Linked DNA regions of Danio rerio: region 2 is linked to region 1. Evidence: chromatin contacts called from public Hi-C data. All regions are on one chromosome and are shown on one strand. Each heading gives the region's core, a stretch centred on a gene start, on an enhancer-like site or on the middle of the called end of the contact. The rest is flanking DNA. Distances are from core to core; before and after follow the strand shown.

Region 1 (3,147 bases), core at 177-2,676:
GATGACAAAAAAAAAAAAAGATGCATTGTAATGTAAACAAAATAGCTTAAAAAGTTCACACTTAGATTGCTTGATGCTATTAGCGGGTTTGGCATGCTATTGCGAGAGAGAAGCCTGAGCTCTAATGAGATGATTGAGGCCAGGACTCCTGCCTGGTCAAAAAGCATGTATGGGGGTCCAAGAGCAGATAGGTCTTGAGAGCTCCCCCTAGTAAAAGGAGGCAAAAGAGGTGATGGGGTGGTAGGGGGATTCTTCCAAAACGAAGACAAGGCAGTAGGGTAAAATCATTCTATTTATTGTAGGCTTGGATCAATCTAATTGGATTATCGCTGATTACAGATGAGAGAATAGCCGTAAAACTTCACTTAACTGTTTAAATTAAGGTAACTTACAGTAAACCAGCTTACAGATTTTGTTGTAGCATTTTTACATTTTTTCTTAAATTTTTTACAGTTCAAATTATGGTCATATTTTTACTGTCAGATTTAATGGAGAATTTCCACAGACAAAATGATTTTTAGACTATATTCTGTCCTCTTACCCCAACGCTACCCCAAAACCCGACCATCACAGACAACATTCTGCATTTGTACATATACAAAATATTTCATTCTAGAGGATTAGGAAGCCAATTTCCTAATGAAGACAAACAATTTCCCACAAGACAATTTTTTTTTTCAATAAGTTACTATATTGTATAGTTATTAATATATTATTACACAGTTAATAAAATAAGTATTTACACAATGACTGTATTTTGAATCAAATAAACGCAATCTTAGGGACAGATCTCTATCAAAAACTCTTTTTATTGGTTTTATACACTTTCAGAAAAAAAAAAAAAAGGTACTCAAGCTGTCACTAGGGTGGTACCTTCTCAAAAGGTACATATTAGTAATTAATGGGTCCATATTGGTACCTCAAAAGTACATATTAGTACCCCCCAAAAATTTAGAGAAACACTTTTGTACTTTTTAGGTACTAGTATGTACCCTCGAGGTATTAATATAGACCTTTTGTAACTTTTTGATATTGTACCACCCCAGTGACAGGTCACATACCTTGATTTCTGAGAGTGTATATTTAGAAAACACAAGAACTTCAATCTCAATGATTAGATTTAAGAACATGTTTGAAATGACATAATACTATTAAACATGGGTGTTTATATCTATGATCAGAAAACTGTTATTTTGTAATACCACCTCTGAGTAACTAAATGCATTACATTTCTTAGAGAGAAAAAAAAAAACAGCGTATGCATTTACTACTTTATAATTAGTGAATTACAATAACCACCTTCTGACCGTGCTTTAATAGTAAACTCAGATGTGAGAGGCTCTTATGAGCACTAGGCGGCACTGCACATGCTGTAATCTCAGGCTGTGTTTGATTATGAGGAAGACAGGCTAGGAAACTGGACTGACGTCAGTGCTCTACTGGAGTCAGACAGATTAACTCACATGGTTTGGCTGATCCAGGCTGATGGATGAGGCTTGCTGCTTTCTCCAGGCCAACCGCTGATCTTTTACCGAACACACTCCCAAATTAGGTTTCAATTGATTGGCCTCATGATGCATTTCTGTGCAGTGTATTATGTCCTCTAGTCAATACAGTAGACACACACACAATGACTCAGTTTCACCAGTGACTGGATGCTAAAAGTGCTGCTGCATAAATTTGAGTAATAATGGCTTGGTCAGAGGCTTATCCTTCCTTAACAAAAGACAGTGAATTTATTTAGTTACTTGGAGGTGGAAGTGCAGAGGTTTTAAAGTTATTTTGCCCTCTCTGTTCATATTATAGCAAAGATCATGTGTCTAGCATTATTATGTAATTTTAGACTCATTTTCTTGCATAATGCAATCAGTGAAAGCTGAGAGTATAGCTTTATTGTTATGGTGATTTTTTTAATATGTGACAATTTGATTGTATAATGTGAATTTGTATTTGACTGTGTGTTTTCTAAACATGTAATAATGCCATTTAAAAGTTTGACTTTTTATTGTCTTTGAAAGAAATCACTAAGATAAGCATTTATTTTGATTCAATATGCAGTATTATTGTGAAAAATTCTTACTCTTTGAAATACCTGACTAAAATTAAATTACATTTTAAATCTAATTTTTTGATATGATGGCAAATTATTATTTAGAGATCAGAAATGCTTATATATTATTATTGCTTAATATTTTTGTGTACAATATAGATTAAAAGCATAACTTATAGTATTAAAGGTTTTGCTTCAAAGTTTGCTTAATAATTGACTGTTTGAGTGTAAATGCATAGAGTGATTTTATATAAAGCCATTAAACAATTAAGCGACCACTTGACAAATTTCAGTTTCTCTTAAATTACCTATGTAACCACACCAGACCTACGCCACCCAACCCACTTCAAGCTGGAATTGGACCACTGACCTTCCGCCCAGGAGTCTGTTGCTCTAACAAGGAGGCTAAACACCTACACTCTCTGAAATAAAGGTACAAAACCTATCAATAAGGGGGTACCTTTGCTAAAGGTATCAAGGACCACATTTGTTTCTTAATGGTACATATTAATACCTAAATGGTACAAATGTGGACCATAATACCTTAACAGTACAAAAGTGTACTGTAAAGGTGTGAAATATTGTAACTTAAAATACAAATGTGTACCTGTAGAAAAGATACTGTGCAATATGCTGAAAAAAAACAAAAACAAAAACAGCTTAAACCAGCCTAGGCTGGTTGACTGGTTTTAGCTGGTCGACCAGGTTTTAGAGAGGTTTAGGCCATTTCTAGGTAGATTTTCAGCCATTTGAAGCCTGGTCTTAGCTGGTCAGGCTAGAAAATTACCAGTTAAAACCAGCTTAACCAGTCTGGTTTAAGCTAGACAGGCTCCCAGGCTGGCTAGGCTGGTCAAACTGGTTGTAGCTGGTCATCTCTCAGTTTGACTAACTAAGACTAGGCTTTAAACTAACCTGGAAATGGCCAACACACCTCTAAAACCAGGTTGGTCAACCAGCTAAAACCAGCTTAGACCTGTTTAGCTTTTTTTTTTTTTTTTCAGTTCGGCAGTGACAGGTTTTGTAGCTTTATTTCTGAGAGTGTATTTATTTGTTAGGTTTGAGTAAAATGTTATTGTTTTTTTTATAGGACAATGTGT
Region 2 (3,257 bases), core at 635-3,134, 200 kb after region 1:
CTTAGTTGCCTTTTTGTGCTTTCAATCACATTGCTTGTACATCTACATTCCACATCTGTTATCCTGAAACCTATGGCACACATAAAACCTCCAAAACGACAACACTTCAATCACAGCATCTTGCACCCAAGCTGTTGAATTTGCTGGATATTGAGCTGGATGTCACTGCTGGCAGGCATTCAAGTTCTTACTGAAGGAAGAATGCAAGATGGAAAAATACTTAATGGGATAGTTTAAATCTTGGGGAACAGGCTGTAAAAACCTGGTGTAAATGCCCCTACTGTGAACATACCTTCCCAAGTGCAACAAATTATTTTATTGCACAAAATTTACAAAGGTATTGAAGGATGAAAAATATTTTAAAACTGTTTACTGAAACGTTCTTTGAGGGAAAGTCTTTCAATTGCATAGTCAAAAATATAAATTTTTTGCAACCATTATTTTTAATAAAGCTAGTGTTTCTCCAGTAGGTGCAGACAGACCTATTTGTTCTTAGACTTTAAAATAGTCCACTAACTCAGACAGTATCCCTTGTTTAGAATGTCTGATTCCCCATAAACACATCATATAAGCCCATCAGTGGGAAATGTTTTTGGCCCAATCCCTCTACCTGTTAGCCCTTCCCCTTACTCTGCTGTTGTGGCTGGTGTATTCTGGCAAATTTTCTTACCCCTTGGTTTCGAGTGTGGTCCTAAAAAATCTTCATTCGAAGGGTTATCTACCCCTTCCCTTTAGCCCTACGCCTTCAAACTAAAGAGAATTGGGACACCCCTAACCCTTGAGATAAACGCGCAAAACAAGGAGTAGGGGTGACGGGGATGACTGCACCCAGAAGTAAGGAGATCCTCAAATTAGTATTTTTTGTCAGTATTATAAATTTTTACAACAAATAAGCACATTATAATATATCTATAACCGCGTTTATGTTTTACTATCATGCTTTTGAAAAAAATGCTAAAATAAAAAACGCAAAATTTCGCAATCTAAAGTCCATAATCATAACTCCTGTATAGCAGTCTCTCAACATTTTCACACTCTGTGACACTCAAAAACCCTGTCAGTAATGTCTAGCTTTTTACAGTGTCTATATTGTCTATAATGTTAATGTTGTTTTGGTGTGTTGGCCAATATGGCCACTGTGTAAATGAGCAGTACAGTTACAATCTTATTGCCACAGTATATCGTGATGATAATATAATATGCCTTCGGTGATTTCCTGAAGATAAATACCAAAACATAACAAAACTGGAATAACTACAGCAATCACGATTGTCTGATCTCAAATGAAGCATGTGATCTTGATCCTGATGACATATGATGACGTGTGCAGATGCTGTAGTGGTGTCCTAATTCTTAGGGGTAATTTATGAAGCCCCTCCCCTTCACTCTTGGTTGTAAGGGCCAAGGGGAAGGGTTAGGGATACAAAAATAGAACTGGGTTTGGGCCTTAATTAGATCCCTTTTCATGTCACGTCAACTAAAACTATAACTGAGAGACTTACACAATTTCTTTCAGTCTTCAATTTCTTCCAAAAAATCATCTTTCAATCAGATGAGCACATGAGTGCCACACGTGTGGATCCAGAGATTTAGCCTCAAAGGTCCTGACATCATTGTTTTTATTTTGCATTTCATAGAGAGCTAACACTTTTCGACTTCCAATCCTGAGTGTTTTCGAAGATGTAGCTCTGACGGCTGTTGAGATGCCGACTTCTCGCCTCCGTCTAGGTGTCTACATGTACCTACAGAGCAGAGGTGTCAGACACTCTTCAGGCACTTGCACCCAATGACCTGATTCTGCTGGCAAACTAAATCCACATAGAGAAAAGTGGCATTCCCTGCTGCTTTCCACTGATGTAGTTGAAAACCTAGTTGTTGCCTAGCAACCAGCTCAGACAGAGGCGAAGGAGTGCTGGGATATGAAGGCTTTTAAGAGGATGAGTGGAAACCAGGCAGATCAGATGACTTTTATAATACAAATAATGAAAGAACAGCAATTTCCACATCTAACTTTTAAAATAATTGAATACAGTAATGAGCGACACGATGGATCAGTGGTTAGCACTGTCGCCTCCCAGCAAGAAGGTCGCTGGTTCGAATGCCAGCTGAATAAGTTGGCATTTCTGCATGGATTTCCTTCGTGTGCTCCAGTTTCCCTTACAGTCCAAAGACATGCAGTACAGGTGAATTGAATAACCTAAATTGGCTGTAGCGTATGTATGTGAATGAGTGTGTATGGATATTTTCCAGTATTGGGTTGCAGCTAGAAAAGCATTTGAATCCGCTGTGGCGACCCCTGTTGAATAAAGAGACTAAGAAGAAGGAAAATTAATAAATTAATGAATACAGTAATGTAAACCATCACATTTTCACTCATGACCAGGTCTAGAAAATATGATCATATCACCCAAACTTTATCCTCCTTCCACTGGATTCCTGTTAAGTTTTGTATTGAATTTAAAAATTGCTTCTAACCTATAAAGCTTTAAATAATCAAGTTTCTGATTATCTAACCAACCTTCTGTCACGCTACAATCCAACCCGCTCTTTAAGGTCTCAAAACTCAGGGCTTCTGGTAGTACTTAGAATAGCTAAGTCGAGTAAAGGAGGTTGAGTCTTCTCAATTACGGCTCCTAAACTCTGGAATAGCTTTCCTAAGTGTCAGAGGCTCAGACACACTCTCCCAATTCAAAACTAGATTAAAGACCTACATTTTTAGTAAAGCATATACTCAGTGCATCACTTAGTGGTATGATACATGAATGTGCTCCACACAGGTTTCTGCATCTTGTTTATTTACACTATGAACAGCAGCTTTGCTAATTATTCTCATTATTCTCTATTTCCACCATGCCGGGACCCTCAAACTAAGCTTCGCCACTGATTCGATCCAAGATTAGCGACGAAATGATCCCAAGGTTTCCATATTCTGGACCAGGCCGTATCCTGAGCAGCTACTCTGGCGGTCATGGAGGAATGGAGAACATAACGCTGCTTCCTGTGACGCTCCAGGGACAAGACGTTAGGCCAGTGGAGAAATGGTCGTGCCCAACTGAGCCTGGTTTCTCTCGAGGTTTTTTAATTCTTCACTTTCGCCAATTGGTGAAGTTTTATCCTTGCCACTGTCGCCACTGGCTTGCTTGGTTCAGGATCTGTAGAGCTGCACATCGATGGATTGCTCTTCAGTGTTTGGACTCTCAGTAGTGTTTATTAAACCACACTGAACTAAGCTAAACTGAACTGAACTTAAACTATGA

The links. Hi-C and Micro-C count contacts between places; a contact is called where the count stands out from the background.
Region 2: a contact with region 1 is called in a Hi-C map of an unstated tissue, with 3 times the contacts expected there. The contact joins two enhancer-like sites. A contact is called at or near these places in 2 of 18 Hi-C or Micro-C datasets (caudal fin and an unstated tissue).

What each region holds. Positions count from the first base shown.
Region 1 is chr20:10,444,390-10,447,536 of GRCz12tu, forward strand. No RefSeq gene overlaps it. Among named protein-coding and RNA genes, the nearest start is that of si:dkey-63b1.1, 31 kb to the right of the region's middle. Within about 2 kb of position 1,427, at least 6 of the 62 cell types and tissues checked have an H3K27ac peak or open chromatin away from gene starts, as enhancers often do.
Region 2 is chr20:10,638,942-10,642,198 of GRCz12tu, forward strand. No RefSeq gene overlaps it. Among named protein-coding and RNA genes, the nearest start is that of glrx5, 13 kb to the right of the region's middle. Within about 2 kb of position 1,885, at least 4 of the 62 cell types and tissues checked have an H3K27ac peak or open chromatin away from gene starts, as enhancers often do.